Linked DNA regions of Mus musculus: all the other regions are linked to region 2. A link is a contact called in public Hi-C, HiChIP or PLAC-seq and Micro-C data. All regions are on one chromosome and are shown on one strand. The core of a region is the stretch at or near the end of the contact, and the rest is flanking DNA. Distances in the headings are between cores, read along the strand shown.

Region 1 (2,700 bases), core at 101-2,600, 250 kb before region 2:
ATTTTACCATTGGCAAGCACTACACATCTGGGCATTTCTTCCCAAAACTGAATTGGCGTTTGCCAACATATACCATGTATTAGGGCAGCCACAACTACTGACCAGCTGTAGCAGGACAGAGTGCATCAAGTGTGCCTCTTCCCAATCCAGTACAGGATGGTTTCAGGCTGTTCACGAAGAATGCTACAGAGCATGGCTTGAGTTAGGAGGAAGATCACTGACTTGTTAAAGAATTGTTGGCTGTGAGGACTTTCTTTGTTCTCTCTGCTACTTTGGACGAGTTTTGAGCTGTGACTTTGCTGCAGGATCCTTGTCATAACTGTACTTTGACATCTGGTGTTTACTTCAAGCTGAGATTTCAAGGAAGGGCGGTTGGAGGCCAAGGCGGCTCCTAGAGACAGATGGGCAAAGCGTCTGTTTTGGCATCATCCAGGACACGGGCAGCAGTGGTCCGAGAAAGCACCACTGACCTGCAGGCGGGAGAGAGCCTGCCAGGTTAGCCGTGCACTTGGCACCAAAAGAAGGGGCTCAAAGCCAGTAACGGTCACAACGAGGACAAAAACCCTCATTGTGAAATATGGTCACTAGAAAGGGATGCCTGACTAGGGCTTTGGGGGTGGAGTTATAAATGTTAAAGCGCTCACGTATAGGAGAGTTAGACCTATTTGTGAAGACAAGACAAGCTCCTAGATGGTTTTCCAGGGACCTAAACCTTCTCTGTGTCATCATGAAGATTCACAGGACAGACAAGAAGAGAAAAACCTCGAGTTTTGTCTGCCAGTGTGAGGAGACTTGGACCGCAAGAAACAACTCTGTCCGCTGAACAATAACAGCAGCCAATGCCTTCGCACACTGTAAAGGGACATGCACACCAACATGCCCATGGCCATCCCGCAAACTGATATTTCAGAACGGTCTATCTCAAGGCAGTCATTTGAAGAAAAACCAAAGAACAGAAGAGACATGTCCGCCATCCGTTCTTGCTCTGCCGCCGTCTCTGATGGTGGGCTTTTGTAAGTTGTTACAAGCTTCGCCGAGAGATGGGACTATAACAGGTTGTGGAATTGGAAGATGCTAAATCTTTGTTCCTAATGGCAAAACATGTTTTTCTCATTTTCATCAGAATGTGTGATCCATGCCATTTGAAATCAAATCCCCAACACAATGAGCCATTAGTGTAATAGCTCATTACTAACAGCGGTCTTATAAATAATACATTCTTATCATGCACATGCAGCTCGCCATGAAGCCAGCAAAAGGTATTTCAGGCCATGCAAGTTTCGCTGCGCCAGCACGGCTGTAGATTAGAAGGACATCTCCATGTGAACCAAGATGGATGCCAATTTTCCCTGCCGGGAGTGAGGCTGGCCGTCTCTTTCTGCACATATGGTAGATGGATTGGTTAATCAGCGTCTGCTGAGTCTTGGGCCTGAAATTATAGAGAAGCCAGACAAGTGCAGCTACACAGCCTTTGTTCAGGAGTACAAACAAGACAAACAATTACTTGTTATTTGGGGAAAAAATTAAAATGTTTGTTTTGGACTTTCATTAAAGTGTCAATGGCTTTATAAAGCAGCTGTGTAAATCAGCCTTTTATAGCAAGTATCATTTGGGGAGGGGTCCGGGAAAGGAAAGAATATGCAAGGAAAATTCATTTCTAAAAAGACTGCTTGAAAATCAAAAGCATCTCCCATTTGTTTTTCAAGCACACAAAGGTGTCTTGGAGAAAGACTGTCTTTTTCCGTACCATCCAAACACTATTGCCGCTTCCTTCCCTGACTCAGGATGTTAAAGCATCTGCCATTTGTGTGGAGGTGGTAACTTCTCGAGAATGAGTGATGCAGAGTACCAGTGAGCCCACTTCCTGAATAGAATGGCTGGGTCAATCAGTCAGTCACTCAGCTTCCTGAGAGCCTGTGTTCCTCATCAAAAAAAATGTCAAAAATCTGGGTTGGAGAGATGGCTCAGAGGTTAAGAACACTCACTGGCTGCTCTTTCAGAGGTCCTGAGTTTAATTACCAGCAACCACATGGTGGCTCCCATCTATAATGGGATCTGATGCCCTCTTCTGGCACATAGATCATATATGTATGTATATATATATATATATATATATATATATAATACACAAAATAAATAAATCTTTTTTTAAAATGTCAACAATCATACAGTAAAATCGCGGTGAGCATTGCATGAACTTCAGTACCTGGTGCCAATGTCTCAGTGTGCTGAGCATTGTTTTGTTTGTAGATCAGGGCAGACTTCATTGAGCTGTTTCCCACCAAACAACCTTTCTTCACTTCTCCTCTCAGACCAGTCAAGTACTCAGTAAGTGAACTCAAGAGACAGTGAAGAGTTTCTCTCTGTCAAGGAGCCCTGAATTTGTGACTGCTCTCTAAGTTGGAGTTCATCTGATGGGTTCAGGGATGACCCCCTTCACTAAGAGCTGTCCGTGATGTGTGGGAAGCGCAGAGGGAGAAAGGCACCCAAGGTCAGGGCTTATGGCTGAGTAAAAAGAAAAGCAAGCAAACAAGCCCCCACCTCTCTCTCCCTCTCCCTCTCCCTCTCCCTCCCTCCCTCTCTCTCTCTCTCTCTCTCTCTCTCTCTCTCTCTCACACACACACACACACACACACACACAGTCGAGGGAGTGGAATAGGTGGGCGAGGGTTGGGGGTGGTGAGGAGTCACTCAGAAAGA
Region 2 (2,700 bases), core at 88-2,587:
GCCGGGTCTGGGTCCAAATCTGGCGTCTAGTGTGGCGTGTGTGTACCAGGGGTGTCCTTCGTTGTTGTCTCTTGCCAGTGGCACGGGAGGAAGCGGCTGGTCCTCTCAGGCTGCAGGCTCCCTCTGAGGACAGATTGGCCACCCCCACCTCCCCACACCCCCGGCAGCACGCGTCTCTTTTGCGTCCAGATTGGCCGCGACCCGCGCTCAATAGCGGGAGGTTAATTTCCTTCACAAAGGTGAAGGGGGCACGACTCCGGGGGGGGGGGGCCCCCGCGCCCAGACAGGCGGTTGCTTTATTCCGCAGCGCCTTGATTGGAGCCCTTGATTTAGCATCTGATGTCAACCCACAGACAAAATGCCCGCTCAGAATGAAAATGCATGAGGCTGCGCAGAGGGTGAAAACCAACTTCACCGTGCGTGGCCCACTTGGGTCAACTCCACAGGCGTTGCCTACGCCCTGGACAGCGAGGAGGCTCCTGAAGCCTGGGTCCGACCCTGGCAAAGATGCCAATCCTCCGGCTTCAGGCATATTAGGGAAAGGAACGTAACTTCAGATATTCAAGTTCCTTTTGGAAGCCAGCCAGCAGGCCAGGGATGCAGCCTCGCATCCGAGGGCGATCGAAAACGTGCTATGCCAACAGTTTCTCCAACTCGAGAGAAGCTTTCGAGGCCCGCCGGCAGGTTGAGCCCGTGAGCCCAGACCCGGCGCTCCGCCGAAGCCCGCTGGCTCAACGTGTTTACTCTCTGAAGCCCGGGTTCCCGCGGCCAGAGCACGGTCGGGCCACTGGCTGTCCGGAGTTGAGTTGCGCGTTCCCCTTGCCGATGATTTTCCATACGACGCGCGGAGCTCCCGCGCCCTTCTCCCGCAGCAGCCGCGGCCCTCGGGTCGCCCCTGCCCCCACCCCATCAGCGCGCCCAATTTCCCCCTGGGCTCCGGCTCGCGGATTGAACCCTCCTGACATATTTGGGGCCATTCTTCTCCTTTGTTGCTATTTAGCTCGCGACCCGCGGGTAATCCTCGCGCGGGAGGGGGGCGCACATTGTCGTGCTGATGGACGGGCCCATTTGGCGGCTCCGCGCCCCCCGGAGGAGACACACAAAGCCCAGGCACGTGCGCCTCCCCATAGAGGAGCAGCAGACCGTGAAGGGAGGCGGGGCCGGGCGTGTGCCTGGGCCAGGCGGGGCGGCGGCGCCGGGCGCGGCGGGGCGGGGCGGGGCGGGGCGGCCGAGGGGCGCGCGCTGGGGCCCCGCGCCCTCAGGTACATCTGCCGCACCTACCGGGCGACCCTCGAGTCCCGGCCCCTTTTTTGCCGCTCCGTCGCCCTCCCGCCCTCGTCGGCGGAGGAGCTGCGGACGCTCTGATTGGCTCTGGGGGAAGCGGGAGGCGAGAACAATGGCCCCCTCCCCCCGTTAAAAGGGAGCGGCGCCCGGGCCCGGGGACAGGGACGCGCGTGCGGAGCGCAGAGCCGGGCCAGCAGCCGCGGGCACTGCGGGAGTCCCGAAGCCGCCGCGTGCAGGCGATGGGCTGGGGTCACTGAGGGCCGCCAGGGCCGAGCACGGAGGTGGGACCCAACCAGTGCGTCGCCCTTTTCACCGCGCCAACATGCCCCGCGGGTTTCTGGTGAAGCGCAGCAAGAAGTCCACGCCCGTGTCCTACCGGGTCCGCGGCGGCGAGGACAGTGACCGGGCGCTGCTGCTGTCACCCGGCTGCGGGGGCGCCCGCGCCGAGCCCCCGGTGCCCAGCCCCGGGCCGCTGCCGCCACCTCCGCCGCCGGCGCTCGCGGAGCGCGCCCATGCTGCGCTCGCCGCCGCGCTCGCCTGCGCGCCAGGCCCGCCGCCGCCACCCCCGCCAGGCCCGCGGGCCGCGCACTTCGGCAACCCCGAGGCTGCGCACCCGGCGCCTCTCTACAGTCCCACGCGGCCGGTGAGCCGCGAGCACGAGAAGCACAAGTACTTCGAGCGCAGCTTCAACCTGGGCTCGCCGGTGTCCGCTGAGTCCTTCCCCACGCCCGCCGCGCTGCTCGCAGGGGGAGGCAGCGGCGCCAACGGCGCTGGCGGCGGCGGCGGCGGCACCTGCGGCGGAGACGCGCTGCTCTTCGCTCCCGCCGAGCTCAAGATGGGCACTGCGTTCTCCGCCGGCGCCGAGGCGGCCCGGGGTCCTGGGACCGGTCCTCCACTGTCCCCCGCCGCGGCCCTGCGGCCCCCGGGCAAGCGACCGGCGCCCCCCGCCGCTGTCGCTACAGAGCCGCCCGCCAAGGCAGCCAAGGCCCCGAGCGCCAAAAAGCCGAAGGCCATCCGCAAGCTGCACTTCGAGGACGAGGTGACCACGTCGCCGGTTCTGGGGCTCAAGATCAAGGAGGGCCCGGTGGAGGCGCCGCGGGGTCGCGCGGGGGGCGCGACCCGACCCCTGGGCGAGTTCATCTGCCAGCTGTGCAAGGAGGAGTACGCTGACCCGTTCGCGCTGGCGCAGCACAAGTGCTCGCGCATCGTGCGCGTGGAGTACCGCTGCCCAGAGTGCGCCAAGGTCTTCAGCTGCCCGGCCAACCTGGCCTCGCACCGCCGCTGGCACAAACCACGGCCGGTGCCCGCGGCGGCCCGCGCGCCAGAGCCAGAAGCCGCCACCAGGGCGGAGGCGCGCGAGGCTGCGGGCGGCGGCAGCAGCGATCGGGACACGCCGAGCCCTGGCGGCGTATCCGA
Region 3 (2,700 bases), core at 27-2,526, 200 kb before region 2:
GAGGAAATGATAATGTCTTGCTCTGGTTTGAACTAAAAATGTTCCCCACGGGCTCAGGTATTGGAACCCTTAGGTGATGCTGTTTGGAGAAGGTTTTGGAAGGCAGAGAACTTGCTGGAGGAAGTATGTCACTGGGGTCCGGTTTGAGAATGTATAGCCTTGCCCTACATCTCTCTGTGTGGGCTTGAAGACACTATCTCACAATTTCCATGCCTCATTTGCCATTGCCGACTCTCCCCTCTGGAACCAGAAGCTGAACTATACTTTTCTTCCATAGTTCATTTTTGACCGTAGAATCTTATCATAGCAACAAAAGTAATAATGTGTGTCTGCTCATCCCAGATAGGACACCAACAGCAGGCCAAAGAAATGACCTACAAAATCTAGCTTGGTGGCAATGAGCCTTATGGGATATTTACAGGAACATGGAGTAAGAGTGACTTACAGAGACATGGGTGACTCAAAGACAGCTGCATCATTGAAGAGCCTAAACCAGTCTGGGTAAAGACTCCCCAAAGCTCCATTCCTAGAGCTCCTGCCCAGCCTGCAGCCAGCCCTTCCGAAAGACTCTCTTCTCTCCCAGCTACTGTTCATTGCTTGTATAACCTTGGGAAGGGGCCTTGTGGATCTTCTCCCTTTTCTGAGTCTTCCCAGCTCTGTGAGCCTGGTACATTTCCATAGCTAAGTTTAATGAGCCTCCTTCTTCCCTCGTGGAGAATAACAACACTCAACTCCTTCCCTGGGCACTCACATTCTTTCTTTGCCATCTTTGAAAATGTTCCCCAAGTCTTGGGAAGGGTGATATAAATGTTCTGTTGTTTTCCTCCATTTATAATTGAGCAGTGGATTACTGTACTTCAGTAACAGCCACTTAGTCTCAGCTGTTAAGAGTCATGGCGAGAGCCATCACCCACTGAAGGAAAGAAGTCTCTCCTCATGAGAGTAACAGTATTCTATGAGTGTAATCAGAAATGACGAGCACACATAACATCCATTTAACAAAACAGCAGTTGCTTTCCCATGGGGGGGGGGTGATATTTCTACAGCCATGGGGTTTTGCCCTGCCTTCCAGCATCTCAGACATTAGTCACATCCTGTAAAGTTGGCCTTAAGTCCACATCAGAAAGCAGTTATTTGTCCCCACAGTAGCTGTGCTACTAATGCACTAGCAGTCACATCTTGCCTGGCACTTCTTGTCTAGTATAGCATATAGGGTCCACCTCTGAGTACAGCTGTTGGTGACAGTTCCCCCCCCCCATCAGCCTGTGTAGCACCTGTATTTGTCATGGTTCTCTAGAGGAACAGAACTGGTAGAAAGTGGCTCACAGGCTATGGTCTAGCTAGACCAACAATGGCTGTCTACCTACAGGAAGAAAGTCCAAGAATCCAGTAGTTGTTCAGTGCACAAGGCTGCACGTCACAGTTGGCTTTTAGTATATGTCCATGCCAGAATCCCAAAGAAGCTCTAGTGAAGGAGTGGACTTCTCAGTAAGAGCAAGAGCAAACAGGCAAAGAGGGAGCTTCTTTCTCCCATGTCCTACATGTAGGCTGCCAGCAGATGGTGGATCTGCCCACCTCAGAAAATTGGGATAAAAAGTGAGTCTTCCCATTTCAAATGATTTAATTAAGAAAAAAAAAGACCCTCTCAGATGTATCCACCTGTTTGAGTTTAGTTAATTCCAGACATAATCAAATGGACAATCAGGAATAGCTCTCACAGGCCTACCCTTTCTCAACCTGATGTGTGATATTTCCTTATGTCATGATTAATTCCCAAATGTAAACAACAACCATGCCACTTTTATACCCAAGATGGTTATCCCTCATACAACTGTATAAACAAATGTGTTATAACTTCTTAGAATAGGTGACAGTGTCCTTCAAGGGACATTCTTTTGGTATTTCAAAACTTAAATATAACAACCACTGATGTTCTCTTAATTGATATTACGTTGGATGATAAAGATATTGAGGAAAGAGAACACAAATATCTGTGCAAGCGTATTCTTAACAACATATGACAGAAACATTCACATCACTTATAATCTTCATTTCTGCAACTGGTCACATGAACTTAGATGGTATTTCTAATGGCTTTCATCTAGTACCCATCCTGTATCTTCTCCACTCTCAGTAAGTTCTGGTTCCTTTCCTGGAGGAGTAACCCATTCCTACATTTCCAAAGCATCTGTGCTCCTTTTCATCCTATCTGGATTAGCCATTTGTGGTTTCTCATTGAAGTGAGTGAGAGTGCAACTGTTCACCTTTCCACTCCTTTGTTCCTGGCTGTGGGAGAAATCATATATTGAACACCAATTCAAAGCACACACCACCTTCTGGAGAACTCTGCCTCAGTCCTCCAGGATGCTGCCACCTAATTGCTACTATAATTGTGTCTTCTAAAGGCCATTACAGGGCCGGAGAGATGGCTCTCCAAAGGTTCTGAGTTCAATTCCCAGTAACCACCTGTTGGCTCACAACCATCTGTAATGGGATCTGATGCCCTCTTCTGATGTGTCTGAAGACAGCTACAGTGTACTCATATAAATAAAATAAATAAATCTTAAAAGGCCATTCCATCTTTCTATCAGGCCAGTTGATTTAGTTGATGGTGGGGAATTTGGTGAGACCAGTAGACCACAGTCATGAGCTCACTGTTGCACTTCTCTGGCTGTGAAATGAATTCCATGGTCAGAATCC
Region 4 (2,700 bases), core at 49-2,548, 170 kb before region 2:
GAATGAGCCATCTTGGCGTGTGCATTTACGTTCTGAGCTATTGTCACAAACTTTCATTTAGATGGGTCGCCATAGCTTACCATAGCACTGTAATCCTGAGAAATACTCTCTATCTGCCTGAGTTCGTTGTGCAGACAAACCAATTAAAGATTGGGCAAGTTGCCTTTCTCCTACTTTGGAGGTCTGTGGAGAAGGCATTTTTTTCTTTCCTGTCTGTACCCTAGAGGGATTTTGAGTTGACTTTGTTACTGTCACTGCTCTTGGGAAAGCTGCCAGTATATTTAACAATATATCAATTTTTTGGTTTGTTTTTTGTTTTTTTGAGACAGGGTTTCTCTGTTTAGCCCTGGCTGTCCTGGAACTCACTTTATAAACTAGGCTGGTCTCGAACTCAGAAATCTGCCTGCCTCTGCCTCCCAAGTGCTGGGATTAAAGGCGTGTACCACCACCACCTGGCAATATATCAATTTTTTGTTTAACTTTCATGCATTTGGGTATTTTGCCTTCATGTATGTCTGTGTACCATATGCTTGCAGTACCTTCAAAGGCCAGAAGAGAGTGCTGGATCCCCTGGAGCTGGACTTAGAAACAGTTGGGAGCCTACATGTGGGGGTACTGGGGGAATGAACCCAGGTCCTCTGTAAAGCCATCTGCCCAGCCCCTTACTTACAGAGTTAATGGCGGTGGATGAGGGAGGGGGAAGAATAGTAGGAGCTGCGACTCGCTAGCTAGGATTGGACCTGTAGAGTTTGTAGAGACCTGTCTGTAGAGTTCCTGGAGTGTCTGCGCTTCCTGAGCTTCCTCTTGTGACGGTTAACAATTATTTATAATGCTAAACTCCAGAAATTCGCCTTGGAATCCACTGTGTTTATCATTCACAAGAGCTCTCATGGTCTATTCTAATTATAGTCTTTGTCCTGATTTAGAGTGGTCACAGAATGAAGGTATGCTCTCATCCCCATCTGAGAAACCATGCTTTCAGAGCGTTCAGCGCCGATGTTATTATTATTATTTTTTTCCCTTCTGGTTGTAATGACAGTCTGCTGAAATCTGAACTAACTTCTTTAGGGGCCTCCATTTCTCTGTGTTTGTTTTCTCCACATCTCCTTTTGTCCTTGTACAAGAAAAAACAGCAGTGTATCTAACCCCCCACCCCCAGAGCTAAGTGTTGGCCCACCCTTTCCTGGTACGTGATCTCAGAAAGATGTCACTGGCTGGCATTCAGTTACCCTTTGAATTGCCCCTTTTTATCTGGGCTGCTCTTCCCCAGTCCAGCTATAATTACCATCTGATGGACGGTTACTGGATCCTGTTGCACTTGGGCATCTGCTGCCTTGGGAAATTGCATTATTCTCCCAGCACCTGCTAGGTTTTCCCCAGAGTAATTGTTTCCCAGTCCCTTCCTTAAACGTGGTGACTTTCACTGACAGTAGTCAGACTTCCCTTAGTCATAGTAGTGGTTGAAGTATGTAGTATTTTTTTTAAACAATCAAACAAAGAAACCAACCAACCAACCAGCCAACCAAAATCCACAGTTTTTTATTATCTCCTGAGGAGATGATTCTAAAATTGTAAACCTGTGGTTTTCAGCACCATCTATGCATTGATCCTTATTAATATCACCACAGTGAAGTTTCCTGGACATGAAACAAACCTACTTTCAGTCACTACAGGGGTCTAGTTGGCTTTTCCAGCCCTGTTCTCAGCCTCTTCCTACACATTCATGCTACTCCTGGGAAATACGTTTCCTTAGAATGGCGGGGAACCCTTTCCTCTATGAATTGTAGAGAAATTTGTGTAAATTCCTTCATGGGCTCTTTTTTTCTCAAATAATATACCTTCTGTGTCATTTTCCCCAATGCTCTGACACTCCTTAGTTAAATATAACGTGCTGTGTGTATGCAGGTATCAGAATGGCTTTTAGATCCGAGGTTTGTCCTCATGACTCTCACAAGTCTTTTCCCTCAGACAGTGATGCTGGGCATCCCTCCTGTGGTTACTGTTTGCTGAGATCTGGTTGGTGGTTTCCTGTGAACCCATCTTATGTACCTGTCACACCAGCACTTACTGTTGTGACCATCTTCCTCATAGAGGGGTGTGTGTGTGTGTCGGGTGGGGGTGACTTGTTCAAAGGCTGGTTTATTGACAGATCTTCCCACCAGGCAGCTAATTGCCTAAACTCACTCTTAGCCATGACTTGCAGAGTTTATTAACTAACGTGTAAATCTGACGCCACGGCCATTCTAGGAAACTAGCAAACAGAAAGTAGACAGCTTGACACTAAACTTTTTTAATCCCTCACATCTTTAACACCAGCCACTTAATCAAAAATGTGATCCACAGACTTGCCAGGACCCCCCACCCCCAACTCTAGCCGGTTTCTGCTCTTAGTGTCAATCCCGCACCAGCCTAACTCTGGCTGAGGAGGCTGCGGAGAAGCAGACATCTGGGCCAGACTGGTGTGCTAGGCCTGTTTTGAGACATCAATAGATGGAGGGTGTCTATAATTCCCTCTGTGTTGTATCAGCATGCTGTTACAAGCCTTTCAGAATTGTGGTGGCAGCTGCTATGGAAAGAAGAAAAATATGATCCCATATGGTGGTTATATTACAAACTTCTCAAGATTCAGCTCTATATTGAATGGTGCTCAGCAGTGTTCTTAGCCTATCACAGGAGTGCCTGATGGTTTACTTGAGGAGC
Region 5 (2,705 bases), core at 16-2,515, 140 kb before region 2:
AACTTTTTATACAGAATAGGGAAGTTAGGTGACACATCGACAAGGTACAATGAGTTTACCGGATGCTTAAAGACTCTAACACAAAACAGAGGAATGCAAACACAAAGACTGACAGGAACTGGGCAATAAAACAACTGAGACAAAGTCAGCCCTATCTAAGGTCAGCTATAGTCTTAGAAGCCAGGTGTGAGATCTTTACACTCCCAGGGCAAGGACTTTCACACCCAAGTCATGGTTCTAATTAGGGAGTTCCGCTCTAGCTAACCTTCTCATGAATAATGCAATACTCTAAAACCACAGCCTGATCTACTTCCTAAACCACTGTAAATTCCTGTATATGGGAGCGACTTGGCTTTTATTCTAAGTGATAGTGTGGGGGACTTTTCTACTAATAAGTAATGTAGTCTGCCATATATAAATATAATAAGAGTTCTAAACTTACTTTGCTAAGCTTGCCCTGAGATTTCTAACTCTATGCAGTAGATAGTAATGCTTGATTTCTTTCCCTATCTCTCTTACAATACTAGAGGCAATTCTGAATGTCACTGAATAGGCAACATTCTTACTGAATTCCAAGCCCAGGGTTGGCTCAAGGACTACCTAGGGCATTGGTGAAGGCCAGGAAGCAAAGTTCGATTTTGTTTAGGTATTTGGCAAGTCATTGCTTAGAGGCACCTATAACAAAGCAATACTGAAAGGAAGTACACAGATCCATTCACAAGGACAAAATTGGAGCATACGTGCTATGGGATGCACAGTTCCAGGAGACTAAGTTTCCGTGAAACTCTTCGCCTCGGGACTGCTTCCAGGTTTCTAAACCTGTTGAGCAAGTCACTACTGGAGTGGATATAGCAAACAACATCAACGACAACAACAAAACCCAAACAATCCATTAATGGACAAAGCTTCAGGCTCCCTAGTCTAGACGTTGATCCTTCATCTGGTAGAAAAAAACTGAGGTAAAGAATAGCTCAGAACCAGGAAGTTTTTGCAGCTCTGACTCTTAAGTGACCATAACCCTGTTATGAGGTGACACAATTCCACTCAGTATCTGGCCCAGCTGTGGGCACTGGCAGTAGCCAGCCTAATGCCAGCAGCCTAATTACGTTCTTTATGTTTGTCTGAGGACATCTGAAACCTTCAGTGTGGCCTGTCACTAATTAGGTGACTAATAATAGTGCTTGCTTGCTTGCTGATCTCAGAGCCAACCCCCATGAGCAAGTTGATTGTGAGTGCCCTGTCCTATCACAGGAACTGAAAGGGCGTGTGGTCCCCTGGTTTGCTTTGTTCACACCAGAACAAAAGCAGGGCAAAGGCATGCTCATATCAACTTCCCTAGAGCCCAGAGAACAGGCAGACACTTGAAACAGAAATGTAAGGGCAGGTTGCATCTTGCCCTATTGTGGTGTTGGAACTACAAAGAGATCACCAGGGACCGTACTGAGGTCCGTCTGGTAGCTGGGGATGGGAGGAGCTGTGACCTGGAGAGCATGCTAAGCACAGTGGCTCAGCCTCCCAGGGGCCCCACAGCCCCACCGCAGAAGGACTAAACACTGAGCCGTCAGAAAAGAATGATCGGGGACATCTCCAGGGATGATAACCAGGCTTCCTAAGCCAATTCCAATATTTAAATGTAATTAGTATTAAATAAAAGTATCTTCATTTGCTAAAGTTATCATTCCTGTTCCTTTCAAGAAAGGTATTTCCTGTCTCTGAATACCAAGTTACATACTCTCCCCACCCCCCTGCAAAGTGCAATCCTTTTATAGTCACTATTATGCCTTTTTTGAAGGAGGGCTTAGCCTATCACAAGTTTCATAGGTTCTTGATGCTTCTTTGTAGTTAAGGGTGGGAGGCAGAAGATGTAGTCTTCATGACCCCACAAAAGTGCAATTTTGAAACAAAAACATCAACTGCTGTCTTGATTTGTGTTTCTTCCAAATGAGCTGAACACAAAGGCCTGGGGTGTGGAATGGGAATAGTCTCGGGTCTGGCAACATAATGCTTCGTCAGACAAGAGAAGGAGGAAAGCTTTTCAGCTGGGAAGCTGAGACCCCACCCCCATCCTGCTAGGGCTCTTGGAGAGAGACAACTGAAAGTGGTCCCTCTTTGGGGTGAGGATGCTCTAGTGTTATCCACCCATCCCTGTCCTGGTTGTTGATTGGCACCCTGGTCTGTTCTCCCACGTTTAGAAGAAGCCCTTTGGCAGACCTCTGGAGGCAGCGGAGTGCTGGTGGCTTGAGAATCATTTGTTGGTGACAGGTGGGCTTAGATGATGTAGACAGAACTCATACCATCAACCAGAGTACCCCTCATGTTCTTTGTTTCTTTGCAGATTACTTATTTCTCACCAATATTCTTTTTTTTTCCATTTTTTATTAGGTATTTCGCTCATTTACATTTGCAATGCTATACCAAAAGTCCCCCATAGCCACCCACCCCCTCTCCCCTACCCACCCACTCCCCTTTTATGGCCCTGGCGTTCCCCTGTACTGGGGCATATAAAGTTTGCGTGTCCAATGGGCCTCTCTTTCCAGTGATGGCCGACTAGGCCATTTTTTGATGCATATGCAGCTAGAGTCAAGAGCTCCGGGGTACTGGTTAGTTCATAATGTTGTTCCACCTATAGGGTTGCAGATCCCTTTAGCTTCTTTGGTACTTTCTCTAGCTCCTTCATTGGGGGCCATGTGATCCATCCAATAGCC

Evidence for each region. A called contact is a pair of places that touch in the nucleus more often than the background predicts. HiChIP or PLAC-seq counts read pairs in DNA pulled down with a chosen protein or histone mark.
Region 1: a contact with region 2 is called in a Hi-C map of cerebellum, with 2.0 times the contacts expected there. The contact joins the enhancer-like site here to the promoter of Insm1 in region 2. A contact is called at or near these places in 9 of 39 promoter capture datasets (3T3-L1-derived adipocytes, the C10 cell line, the HPC-7 cell line and 4 more), 16 of 484 Hi-C or Micro-C datasets (the AML12 cell line, the G1E-ER4 cell line, bone marrow-derived macrophages and 10 more), 12 of 115 datasets of contacts at active chromatin or transcription factors (bone marrow-derived macrophages, craniofacial prominence, embryonic basal ganglia and 9 more) and 4 of 9 other capture datasets (adipose tissue, embryonic stem cells, liver and 1 more).
Region 3: a FOXA1 HiChIP or PLAC-seq map of pancreatic cancer cells shows a contact between it and region 2. The contact joins the enhancer-like site here to the promoter of Insm1 in region 2. A contact is called at or near these places in 1 of 39 promoter capture datasets (the C10 cell line), 4 of 115 datasets of contacts at active chromatin or transcription factors (embryonic forebrain, embryonic stem cells, neural tube and 1 more) and 2 of 9 other capture datasets (adipose tissue and pancreatic islet).
Region 4: a Hi-C map of cerebellum shows a contact between it and region 2, with 2.5 times the contacts expected there. The contact joins the enhancer-like site here to the promoter of Insm1 in region 2. A contact is called at or near these places in 11 of 39 promoter capture datasets (the 3T3-L1 cell line, 3T3-L1-derived adipocytes, the C10 cell line and 4 more), 1 of 15 datasets of contacts at CTCF or cohesin (pro-B cells), 25 of 484 Hi-C or Micro-C datasets (the AtT-20 cell line, B cells, the N1E-115 cell line and 10 more), 13 of 115 datasets of contacts at active chromatin or transcription factors (embryonic basal ganglia, embryonic forebrain, embryonic hindbrain and 6 more) and 4 of 9 other capture datasets (adipose tissue, embryonic stem cells, liver and 1 more).
Region 5: a contact with region 2 is called in a Micro-C map of trophoblast stem cells, with 2.2 times the contacts expected there. The contact joins the enhancer-like site here to the promoter of Insm1 in region 2. A contact is called at or near these places in 3 of 39 promoter capture datasets (the HPC-7 cell line, pre-B cells and trophoblast stem cells), 2 of 484 Hi-C or Micro-C datasets (the AtT-20 cell line and trophoblast stem cells), 5 of 115 datasets of contacts at active chromatin or transcription factors (differentiating embryonic stem cells, embryonic hindbrain, embryonic stem cells and 2 more) and 3 of 9 other capture datasets (adipose tissue, liver and pancreatic islet).

Annotation. Positions count from the first base shown.
Region 1 is chr2:145,970,486-145,973,185 of GRCm38.p6, forward strand. All of the region lies in intron 7 of Cfap61 (cilia and flagella associated protein 61), which reads left to right. Among named protein-coding and RNA genes, the nearest start is that of Cfap61, 37 kb to the left of the region's middle. Within about 2 kb of position 1,351, at least 6 of the 459 cell types and tissues checked have an H3K27ac peak or open chromatin away from gene starts, as enhancers often do. A contact at or near this core is called in cerebellum, where this site is marked.
Region 2 is chr2:146,220,660-146,223,359 of GRCm38.p6, forward strand. Insm1 (insulinoma-associated 1) reads left to right here and starts at 1,338. Exons shown (of 1, transcript NM_016889.3): 1 at 1,338-2,700. The coding sequence starts at 1,607.
Region 3 is chr2:146,017,490-146,020,189 of GRCm38.p6, forward strand. The region is part of intron 13 of Cfap61 (cilia and flagella associated protein 61); the gene reads left to right. Among named protein-coding and RNA genes, the nearest start is that of Gm34629, 81 kb to the right of the region's middle. Within about 2 kb of position 1,277, at least 4 of the 459 cell types and tissues checked have an H3K27ac peak or open chromatin away from gene starts, as enhancers often do. A contact at or near this core is called in pancreatic cancer cells, where this site is marked.
Region 4 is chr2:146,048,988-146,051,687 of GRCm38.p6, forward strand. The region is part of intron 17 of Cfap61 (cilia and flagella associated protein 61); the gene reads left to right. Among named protein-coding and RNA genes, the nearest start is that of Gm34629, 49 kb to the right of the region's middle. Within about 2 kb of position 1,299, at least 9 of the 459 cell types and tissues checked have an H3K27ac peak or open chromatin away from gene starts, as enhancers often do. A contact at or near this core is called in the AtT-20 cell line, the N1E-115 cell line, cerebellum and 1 more, where this site is marked.
Region 5 is chr2:146,082,301-146,085,005 of GRCm38.p6, forward strand. All of the region lies in intron 18 of Cfap61 (cilia and flagella associated protein 61), which reads left to right. Among named protein-coding and RNA genes, the nearest start is that of Gm34629, 16 kb to the right of the region's middle. Within about 2 kb of position 1,266, at least 22 of the 459 cell types and tissues checked have an H3K27ac peak or open chromatin away from gene starts, as enhancers often do. A contact at or near this core is called in trophoblast stem cells, where this site is marked.